Linked DNA regions of Hordeum vulgare: region 1 is linked to region 2. The links are chromatin contacts, called in public Hi-C maps. All regions are on one chromosome and are shown on one strand. The core of a region is the stretch at or near the end of the contact, and the rest is flanking DNA. Distances in the headings are between cores, read along the strand shown. Region 1 has its middle 54 kb from the start of LOC123450565. Region 2 has its middle 120 kb from the start of LOC123450565.

Region 1 (6,148 bases), core at 27-2,526, 62 kb after region 2:
GAATACATGTTAGTTGGTCATTGGTTGAGTGGTCAGGTAATGGTATTTTCCCACTTGAAAGACCATGGCTATATATAGCCCACTCCATCAACATTGTCTGTTGGATACTCCTTGTGATTTCCAGTAACTGAGCATCATTTGCCCTCAGTGATTTGAGTTTAAAATTCATCGAGAGAAAACCCAAGAGACAAAAATAATAGATAGTTGTTTAGCATCACTGAAATCTAAGTCCAGTATGCTCCATCTAATGCTTCACCTAGTACACTTTAGAGCTGCAAACTCTCTAGACAGTTAGGTGTCAAGTTCTTTAGTGCTCAAGAGTAAATGTGGTTCACCAAAAAGAAGTCTCCCTACCCAATATCTGCCAGATCTAACTCCTACAACGGGTACCTGACGTCGCCCATCACTCGTTTAAGGCCACCTATAAGCCTTTTTTTCTACTAGTGTGAAGGTCCACTTGCTGGCAACCTCGTGCGCGGGGTATGATTCACCTATATCATTTGAGCAACTAGATGTGCCTATATCCATCGTGTATGTGGTATCTGAGGTCAACGATGTTTGCGGCGACTAATATGTTGGCAAAGGTGGTTGCGGATGAGGAGGGTGTTGCTCTTGGCGGTGATGCCACACACTCGCTTGAGTCTATCAGGAAGATGGATACATGTGTAATGATGTCGTTGTGGCCGGAGTACTAGAGCCTAACCTTGAAGACTTGTTCGCCATCAAACTTGTTGAATACCTATCTAACTTGGATGTCAAATTCGAAAAAGATAAAAATAACGGGACGCCTCTTGAGGCACAATGCACCGAGAGACAAATGCAAGAAGGGTGTCGCTCTCCCTTAATCCGATGTCCGTAAGAAGAAATCTAGCAACTACAATGACAAGAAGGGTGGCAACAATTGAAAGGTGCAAGTGCTTCTATGATACAGTTGTCTAGGCGGCAAACATGGATTCGGATGTGTCTTTTGTCTCTGTCGTTAGATTCTTCCAAAGTCGTAGTGAGCCGTTGGGTTTTTATTGATGATTTTGTGTTGGGTGTTTTTGCTGGGTCTTCACGTGACTTCATAATTTAAGAGTAGTTCTGAGTGGGTAAATTTGTGACGGTTTTAATCGCATGGCAGATCCTTACGGCCGTACAGCGCGGCACGTAGCCAGATCGCTCGCGAAGCTTTCTCTTGGCACGACTACGATCGATCTACCCCACCTGTGCATGCACGGCGCCGCACGTCCATATCTCGTCCTCAGTTCGTTGGTCATTTCATCTTCCTCTCGCCAGCGCGCCTCTCCCGGACCACCACCTGCTCGAGATCGCCAGGCGGTCGACACGTGCCTCGACAGCGACGAGGCGAATTGCCCGACGACTAGCGCAAAGTTACTCGTTATGGAATTCCCTCGCTATTCCCTGATGGCGACGCCCGCGCACATCCGCTGCCGATCCGCGCACGAGGTCGCTGTTGCGCCTTTTTATTTTTAGACCCCGGCCTTCACCACTCGTTTCGCTGCCTGGCCGTGGCGAGCGCATACAGCAGCATACACAACACAATCTACCACAAGTCATCGAGGATTCTGGACTAGCTACCTATAATAGCAGCTAGCGATACGTATATCGACACAGACATCGCAGACGGGATTAATGGATAGACGCGATCGACCTAACTCTGACTACGATATGGTTTAGGATAATCACGCCCGTAAACGAAGCCAGCCACGTACCTAGCGGCTTAATTTTGCTCATGGAATTGCTGCTAAATCCTGTCGTCATGTCCAAGGTAATCACGCCATTAGCCATTAGGCCACGGCTTGCCATAAACGTGTGTTTAGTGGGCCTTCTCTACCGCGGGGGTGTTGGGTCTCCATCGGTCGTGTTAGGATAAATATCAGCTTAATTTTGCTTGATTGTATACTTCTTTGCTTATCTGTGGCTAAACTCATGTAGAATCCAGCCCTGTGGATATGCTTAGCGCTTTATGGGTTGTAGCGTCCTCCCCGCTCATTGCTATTATTTCCGATGCCATCCAGGTCACTGGTACACGTGCGTGAATGACTCCAATAATATTGGGATCTGGTCCCCAAAAAAAAAATACCGAGACCTGGTCGTTGTGGTTTTCCTATGATAGCAAAGACTAAGTTTTTCTCTATATCCGAGGCGAAAACCCTAAGAACATACAACAAGTTTACAAATCAAATATTTAGATGATACTCCCTCTATCCCGTAATATAAGTGCGTTTTGGTACTACATTAGTGTTAAAAACACTTTTATATTATGAAACGGAGGAAGTACTACATTTGTTTCGATTTACTAGTCTCCGTCTTTTTTTTTACCTATGACTGTAGAACAATCCTTCTATGATAATTATATATATATAAATAATAACAATTACAAATGAAAAGAGTCTTAGACAATTTTAGCCTACGCCCTCTTTAGGAAAATACAACATCATACTACAAGATTATGTAAGGATCTGTCCAATCTTTGATCTTCCTTACTTTGACTGGATTAGCTCTCATCTGTGCAGTCATAAGGCTTTTCGTAAGGTAGTGGATCCACGCTTGGTGGTGGGCTGGGCATATATGAAGATCTTGTCATTTCAGACAGACCATGTAGCCCAACAAGCCATGATGACGGTATCCAAATCGATGTTTACTCGTAGTTCTGAGCATGCATTTCGTGCCTCATCAAGTAATGATATTCCTCTGTTCTTTAGTGGGGTAATGAGGTTCCAGCAGCGAAGTGTGAAGGTTTTTTTTTTAGAAAAGGAGGCCGCGCCCCGGCCTCTGCATCGAGGGATGCATACAACCATATATTAAGCAAACATAGTCTCCACAAAGTACAAAGTATAGAAAAAGAAAAAAAAAAGATACAAGGCGATCATCGCGCCGAGGCCTGAAGTGGCTAAAAGATATAGATGACTAAACACCTATCCTATTAAGATGCCGCCATCCAAACCGGTTGAAGATACCCTGTGCTACCATCTCCCAACGGACACACCCAGTAACCATAGGCTCCCTGGCTGCCACAGGAGTTAGTAACGACCATGTACGGATCAGTGCGGTAGTTCTGAAGATAACCTGCAGAAAGTGAATATCACGAAGTCTGTTAAAAACAAAATCATTTATGCTATTCCATAAAGCCCATAGAAGAGCACATGCTCCGACACGAATAGATTTGGCCAATTGAACATCAATTCCCTGTAACCACGTTCCAAATAACGAGTTCAAGTTAACAGGAGGAGGGATGTTAAAAGCAATATGAATTGAGAGCCAAACAAGTTTAGCCATAGGACAATCGAGAAAGAGGTGCTGAATACTCTCTACTCTTGGGCATAAGCTACATCTGGGCTACCTTTCCAATTCCGTTTGGCCAAATTATCCTTAGTTAAAATAACTCCCTTGTGAACAAACCACAAGAAAACTTTAATTCTAAGAGGCACTCTGACCTTCCAAATATGTTTGGAATTTGGAATAGGTACTGAATGAATAAGATCAGAATACATGGATTTAACCGTGAACAACCCATTCGGTGTTAATCTCCAGGAGATTGGATCACTCCTATCAGAGAGGTTAACCTCCATTAACCTTCTAACCAGATGCAACGAGGAAACCCATCTAGAGATCTGCGGAATTGAATATTAAGGGGTATCTCACGAAATACTGCCGCAAGTGACACTTGTCGACATTGGGCAATATGGTACAACCGCGGGTATTGAAGAGCCAAAGGCGCATCTCCTAGCCAGGACTCTTCCCAGAATCTAGTCAATTCCCCATTACTAATGATAAACCTTGATCTATGGTAAAATGAGTTTTTTACCCGCATCAGACCCTTCCAGAACAGGGAGTCTAATGGTCTCGCCGTAACCTGAGATAAAGTTTTGGAGTGAAGGTACTTATTCGTCAGAATTTGTACCCACATTCCTTCGGATTCCAGCGATAATCGAAACAACCACTTGCTGAGAAGACATCTATTTTTGGTCTCCAAATTTTCAATTCCTAAACCTCCTTGATCTTTAGGGCGGCAAATAATATCCCATTTAGCCAGCCTATACTTAGTTTTAACCTCATCACTTTGCCAGAAGAAGCGAGATCGGTAGAAATCCAATCTTTTTCGTACCCCCACAGGTATCTCAAAAAACGATAGGAGGAACATAGGCATACTTGTTAATACTGAATTGACCAGCACTAACCTACCTCCGTAAGAAAGAAGCTTGCCTTTCCAACTGCTAAGTTTCTTTTCAAACCGTTCCTCAATGCATTTCCACTCAGCATTTGTAAGTTTATGATGGTGAATGGGAATTCCTAAGTACGTAAAAGGTAAGTCCCCAGCCACACACCCAAACAGATGATTGTAACTATGTTGTTGGTTTTTGGCTTCACCAAAACAAAACAACTCACTTTTATTGAAGTTAATCTTCAACCCAGATAACTGTTCAAAAAGGCAAAGGATGAGCTTAAGATTTTTAGCTTTGACTAAATCATGCTCCATGAAGAGTATCGTATCATCAGCATATTGTAGAATAGATACACCCCCATCCACCAGATGAGGTACTAATCCAGCTACAAGGTCCTTCTCGTTAGCTCTCTTAATCAACAGAGCCAACATATCCGCAACAATATTGAAAAGAATAGGAGACATTGGATCCCCTTGTCTTAGCCCCTTAAGTGTCTGGAAGAAGTGACCAATATCATCATTGACCTTGATCCCGACACTCCCTCTTGTAGTAAAGGAATCTATGTGCTTTCTCCAAACCTCATCGAACCCCTTCATCCGCAAGGTTTGTTGCAAAAAGGACCATTTCACTTTATCATATGCCTTTTCGAAATCCACTTTAAAGATCACTCCATCAAGTTTCTTTGAGTGAATTTCGTGTAGAGTCTCATGGAGAACCACTACCCCTTCAAGTATATTACGCCCAGGCATAAATGCGGTTTGCGTAGATTGCACCACAGAATGCGCCATCTTTGTTAGTCTATCCGTTCCAACCTTTGTGAATATTTTGAAACTAACATTAAGCAAACAAATCGGGCGAAACTGCTCAATACGGGTCGCCCCTTCCTTCTTTGGTATCAATGTAATAGTACCAAAATTCAGATGGAAGAGTTGAAGGTTACCAGCGTACAAATCATCAAACATTGCCATAAGATCCGCCTTGATGATATGCCAGCAATTTTTTGTAAAACTCCGCCGGAAACCCATCAGGACCAGGGGCCTTACCACTCTTCAAACCTCCTATCGCGTCAAGCACCTCTTTCTCCGAGAAAGGAGCAGATAGAGACTCATTATCAGCCTCACCGACTTGAGAAATATCTGCTACCTGGTGCTCATCCATAGTCACAAAACTATCATGATGATCACCAAAAAGCTGTTTATAATAGTTTGAGATGTACAATTTTAAGTTCTCATGACCTACTATTGTACCCTCATCCTGTTCAAGCTGCACTATCCTCTTGTTCCGGTGTTTTCCATTGGCTACTAAATGAAAGAACTTAGTGTTATTATCCCCAAGTATGATTGCTTTAACTTTTGCTCTATTCGCCCACTTCATCTCCTCCTCTCTAAGAAGAGTACGAAGCCTTTGTTCAGCCTCAAATCTGAGTTGACGATCATTTTCATCCAGCAAACAGCACTCAGCATTTCGATCCAGCTCATCAATAAAGTTAATGAGCCTTTCCCGCTCATCTTTATATGTCCCCGATACATGCTTAGCCCAACCACGAAGGTATTGTCTCAGGTGTCTAATTTTATTTTGCCATCGTTCTACACTAGATGTGCCACCCGAATTCCTATTCCACTCCCTGGCAATCATCTCCATAAAGCCCTCTCTTAAAAACCAGCTGGATTCAAAAGAGAAACTGTCTCGATTACCCATATGCGATGCATCCCGAGTGTCCAACAGAAGGGGGGGGGGTATGATCGGAGATCGCCCTTTGGAGTGCACGAAATGTAACCAAAGGGAATTTATGTTCCCAATCTACACTGGTGAGAACTCTATCTAACTTGTCAAAAGTTTGATTCGGCAGGGAATTTGCCCATGTGAAATTCCTGCGTGTGAGTTCTATCTCCCGCAATTCAAGGCTCTCAATAATAGTATTGAACAAAAATGGCCATCTACCATCAAAATTGTCATTATTCTTTTCATACGCCCATCGA
Region 2 (5,901 bases), core at 2,002-4,501:
CCAACCTTGTTTGTACGGGTTCAGTGACAACACTGAAGGGTCCCTTAGTGGAATCATGACATCTTGCATTATGCGAGGGCGTGAGGAGATTGCGGTGGCCCTAATGGCTTCTTAGGGACCATTGTGCCTCCACACCGCTCCAAACGGATATTAGAATCTGCAAGGGTGAGAAATTCTGGATACATCGTCGTCTCCGCGTGCCTCGGTTATCTCTTACCCGAGCCCTTTACTTATGCACTTAATTTTGTCATAGCCATATTGTTTGTTGTTATATATCTGGCTATCACTTAGTTGTTTATCTTGCTTAGCATAAGTTGTTTGTGCACATAGACGAGTCTAGTTGTTTTAGGTTTTGTTCCTGACTAATTAAACGTTAGTTTTATTCTGTATTTGTTCAAGCCTAAACTGTAATTATTTTAAAGCGCATATTCATCCCCCTCTAGGCGACATCCACGTCCTTTCAGCCGCTCTTCGCTCAAAAGTAAATTTGCAATTAAACTTGGACGCTCATTGGTTGATCTCCGTGACAATACTCTCATAGGTACTGCTAGTGTCTTCATCCATATCCGTGATAACTGCTTCGAGTCCGATGCAACAACAACATTTTGGAGTACCAAATCTTCAGCAAGCGCCATGACCTATCGACATGCAATTGCTTAAAACGTGGTAGCATAAGAGATTCCACGAACAACTCGGGTCAAATTGCCCATGAATAGATCTTCTTCTTCCTCGCACACTGCTGTTACCGAGCTACCCTAGTGAGATCGCGCTGCACTTGCGTTCAAATGGATCATAGCATATTCTGACGGTGGCTTTCGGTCATGTAGTTGCGTTTCTTGGTGTAACATGAGTCATGGTTCATCTCAGCAAGAGTATCTCAAGATCATATATAAATCAATTTATAAACAAATGCGTCGCGGGAGGTGTGTGGTAGATCTCCTCATGGATCACCTTTCTCCTTGGCCACTAAATTGCCCACGGTTTCATTGATAGCGTGACAAAAGAGTAGTGTATCGATCAGTGAGAACACATATTGCTTCGCGTTCGGTTTTGTTGTTTCGCTTAGGTGTTCTGTCTGTTCATCATCCACAACTACCAATACACACCTTGCCATTGTACACCCGAGAACAGAATGTCTCCACGAATCCGCAGCTCCACATAAAGCGCATGAGCTCCTAGAAGTAAAAAAAACCTTGTACAATGCCTAATTGGGCTGGCTTGTCTCCCTTGGTCACACTTGCGTGCAATTGGGCCACTATTATTTGTCGTAGTAAGCGACAAATTGTATTTTCCCATGAAGCCTCATCCACCATGAACAAAGGGTTCAACATACTAGACTATACAAAGTGGGCCGAGATGGCCTAGAAAACTACAACAACACTAAGAGTCTAGTTGTTTTCAAAAAAGGAAAACAACAAAAAGTCTCGAGAGCATGCGACCTTACGTCTTGTTTAACGCAAGAGGCCGGGAAGCCCCGCATGAAGATAGCGCGAGATGGGCCAGCCCAAGCCCCCCGGGAGGTCAAAACTCATTTTTTCACATTTTTGTTTTCATTTTTTACCATTGTTTACACTTTCAAATATTCTAAACAAATATATTACAAAAAATATAGTACATACAATATTTGAAATAAATGTTAACGAAGTGTTTGAAAAATGTTAAATGTATATAAATAAAAAGTTTCTCATGTATACGATAAATATACAATATACGTGAAAAGAATCAATCATGTATTTGAAAAATGTAAACCGAGAATTTGGAGAATATTAAATGTGTACAAAAAATGTTAATCGTGTATTATAAATATGTTAAACAAGTAATTGAAATCAACGTTAATAAACATTCGGAAAGTGTTAAATTTTTATAAAATAAATGTTGACTATGTATTACCAAACAATTCATATTGTATTTAAAAAGTATTAATCAAGTATTTGAAAAGGTTACATGCGTACATAAAAACATTGACCATTTATTAAAAATGTTAATCTTTTATTTGAAAGACGTTAATCATGCTTTCATTTTTTGAATGTATATAGAAACTATGCCGCCCATATATTTAAATAATGTTAAACATATATTTAAAAAAAGATAAAAATGTATTAGAAAAATGATTTAGATATATACGCAAAATGTACAATGTGCACGGGATTATATGGACATCAAAATATATAAGTTTTCAAAAATATAGATAATGTATTTTAAAATATTAAATGTGTATATAAAAAATATTTTTGTTGTTGGCGAAAAATGTTGAATGTGTATTCAAAGCAAAACTAACAAGTGTTAGACCAAAAGCGATGAACCTTGAAAAAAGTTAAGAAAAATAAATATAAGAAAACAAGGTATAAATAAAAGGAACTGCAGAAATCCTAAGAAATAAAAGAAATAAATAACCCAGTGAAACCCTAGAAAAATAAATAAAGAAAACAGAAGAAAAAGAAAGGTAAAAATAAATAACGTAAAAAACAAATGAAAATAGAGAAAGAAACGAAAGAAAACAGGTGAAAAGAATTGAAACCAAAGATAATCGACATAAGAAGAAAAAACCTGATAAAATATATCCCTGTTCTATACAAAAAGAGATAGAAAAACCCAATTAATCAAAAAAATAAAAAACCAGAAAGAAACCAATGAAAACCAATGAAAACCAATACAGAAGAAAGAAAATCAAGAAATAAACAAACAAAAACTAAGAAAACCAATGAAAGCCAAGAAAGAAACAACGAGCATGGAAGAAAAATAAAAAATACTCCCCCCGTTCTTAAATACAAGTCTTTTAAGAGATTTCACTAGGAGTTTTCATACGGAACAAAATAAGTGAATCTATACTCTAAAGTATGTCCATATACATCCGTATGTAGTGTGCTAGTGTAATCTCTAGAAAGACTTATATTTAGTAACGGAGGGAGTAGAAAGCAAATAAAAAGAACCATTGAAAACAGAGAAAGAAACAAGAACTGAAGAAAGAACGAAAAAGAAAAAGGAAAAAGAAAAGTAAAACCGAGAAATAAAAAAAAACAGGTGAAAAACTAAGAAAAAACTCAAATACCAAAAAATCAGCGAAGAACTAGAAACCGTAAAAAACGAAAAAGAGGAGATCGAAGTGAACAACGAAACAATGGTGGGCGAGCGAGGAATGCACGTATATTCAGTACAGTAGTTTGCAGAAAATTCTTTAGGCGAAACTTGATTCCATCTGGAGTTGAGCGAGATATAGCTCTCAAGCTCGTGAATTCCTGCACGGCGTTTCGGGCCCTAGTTTGCCCCTACAGTGCTTGAAGCCGCGTGCATGGGCTGGCTGGTCTAGCGCTAGGGTTGTTCTTGCCTGTTATTTTGGTTGACCATTGACATTTAAAAAGAAGAATCTACAAAAAATTAAAAGTTTTGATATTTTTCAAAGGTTATTCAAAATTTCGTAAATTTATAAAATACCAAAAAATTGAAACAAATCCACATTTTTTACAAATATCACGAATCTGAAAATGTTCATAAGATTTGAAAAAAGACCGTATATTAGGAAAAACTTCGTGAAATTGAAAAGAAGTTGGCATATTTTAAAATGTTCAGATGTTTGAAAATAGTCCACGAATTTGATTTTCTGTCATGAATTTGGCAAAAAATGATGAATTTTAAGAATAAGTTTGAGGAAAATCAGAAATTAAAAATAAAAAGTAAACTGAGCTAACGAAACATAGACCGGGTAAAATAAAACCAAAAATAAACTTGCACATAAACCAAAGGAACCTTCTTAAAAGTTTCCAAAATCAATACTGTGAGACACACGTTTCGGACCGTCCCATTTAATTACTGCATAAGAATGACTTAGGCGCAACAAGCGCTGAATATGTTGTGCAAGTCCAGGGCCCTCTATCTTCGCCCCGTCATACACGCGCAAGCCAAGTGGGAGCATCTACATCAATGATAGGCCAATCTGAGTTTCTATACATCTATGGACGCGTTCAGACACGCCTTCATACAGTGATGAGGCGGGCCTCAATTTTTTTCATTTACAACTGTAAACCCTATATTTAAAACAATACATGCAAAGACACGTAATCATTTTGGATGTTTTAGTCGATGTTGGGCCGGCGGGGTTGTGTAAACACCATAAAATTGTTCATAAATTTTTTCCAGTATGAAAACATGCGTGTTGGGCCGGCCTGGTTGAGGGCTTTTAGTCCCACCTCGTCGGAGGAGGAGGGCCACGACAGACTTAAATAACCACGCGTGCAAAAGCATTAAGTTACTCTTTCTTAATAGGGGCTATCAATGCTCACTTTATGAAGGAGCTCATATCCTTCCAAGGCGAGCATCGATGGCAACTATAAACCGTGAGAAAGTTTTTAAGTATGAGAACTTACTTTTTCAATCATTCTCATCAAGCTTATAGAAAAAATCATGAAAAGCTAGTTGGACAATGTGTTCAATACATAGAAGGCATGACGTAGTCCGGCGCAAATGAATCGGATAAGTTTGAAGGAATTTGATGCAATTTATTATAGGGTAGGTCTGTCAGATTCAACATGACAGACGTGCTCACATACCTCATATTCACTTTATATATGAGGTAAATATGAGGAGTGTTAATTAGTCCGAACGTTCGAATTGGATCTAAAGCACCTATATATATTGACATTTTTTAAACGGCCAGCGACCGATCCATTCCTCCGAATATTTGAGTAGGGTTTGAGACGAAGGTTGTAGATGTGTCGATGAACTTTTTCAGGACTCTATACATGACAAGAGTGAGTGCACAAAATTGGCTGCAACCCAGCGAGGAACCATTCTGGAGGTGTTTGGTTCATCAAAGGTAACGCGAACGTAAATGGAATGAGGTCACACCGGTACTGTAAATGAAATGGAGAAAAATGGAACTTTGTTTGCCTGCGAACTGTAACCGTAATCATTCCCATCAGCTATATTGTCGTCTTCGACGCCGTCGACCCAGGAACCATCCTTTTCCTTAGCCCCGGCATCCCCACCATCGAGCGCTGCCTCCACCGATGATGGTTACGAGAACGCATGCTCGAGCAGCTTGGAGACCTGCTGGTGAAGCACGTAGTCATAGTTGGAGACCTCTAATGGCGCGACTGCCTGCGCCGCCGCCCCGCTGCTCCTCTCATGACGTCTCCGCGAGCCTGCACATCAAGCAGAGTTGATCGAGGTACGGTGTGAGACCAGCGCCGCCGCGAGCCTCGATGTACAACATTGGGGGCGGAATCGCGGAGGGGACCGAGCCACTGAGAGCGGATGGATCGATCTCGATGAAACCGTAGCTAGACGAGGACGAAGCTGCAATGGGGAATGGTATCTGTTTTCGGTGAGGGGTCGGCGGAAATCAACGGAGACTTGCATTGTAATCTGTTTACGTGGTAGTACTTGTTTACGGGCGGGCCAAACAAACATGATTAACAGTATCAGTTTGCGGCGTAATCGGATAACGGGGAAAATTTGTGGAACCAAATACATCCAGAGTGGAAAGCAACATAAACAGCTCGCGGTGACACCGTTAATGGAACAAGTCAATGCAGCGTGAGCGCGTCGTCTGATCATCAAATTGACAAGCTACGACGTGCGTACGTCCCACTCCCATGGCTTGCCAGTACCTCGTTGCACCTGTACCATACGACGTCTTCTACTAGCTATTGTACTACTACACGCCAACGCTGTCATGTGCGGTTCACGCGAGATATTATCAGTGCCGAGGCGCCAATAAGTTCCGCGTCATCTGTGACGAACAGGCCAAGCGTGGGACTAACCAGAACCGTGTCGCTTTCCCGGACACGACACGAGCACTGAGCACATACCCAGAGAGACGATCGACCAGCCGCTTCGATGTGACCATAAGCTGGCGGCTCAGCCAGCAGGCAGGTCATCGGCTGCCTCCGTGGCGCCGTCTTC

What was found. A called contact is a pair of places that touch in the nucleus more often than the background predicts.
Region 1: a contact with region 2 is called in a Hi-C map of seedling, with 4 times the contacts expected there. The contact joins two enhancer-like sites. A contact is called at or near these places in 2 of 6 Hi-C or Micro-C datasets (leaf and seedling).

What each region holds. Positions count from the first base shown.
Region 1 is chr4H:403,212,810-403,218,957 of MorexV3_pseudomolecules_assembly, forward strand. No RefSeq gene overlaps it. Among protein-coding and RNA genes, the nearest start is that of LOC123450565, 54 kb to the right of the region's middle. Within about 2 kb of position 1,277, at least 3 of the 3 cell types and tissues checked have open chromatin away from gene starts, as enhancers often do. A contact at or near this core is called in seedling, where this site is marked.
Region 2 is chr4H:403,149,025-403,154,925 of MorexV3_pseudomolecules_assembly, forward strand. No RefSeq gene overlaps it. Among protein-coding and RNA genes, the nearest start is that of LOC123450565, 120 kb to the right of the region's middle. Within about 2 kb of position 3,252, at least 2 of the 3 cell types and tissues checked have open chromatin away from gene starts, as enhancers often do. A contact at or near this core is called in seedling, where this site is marked.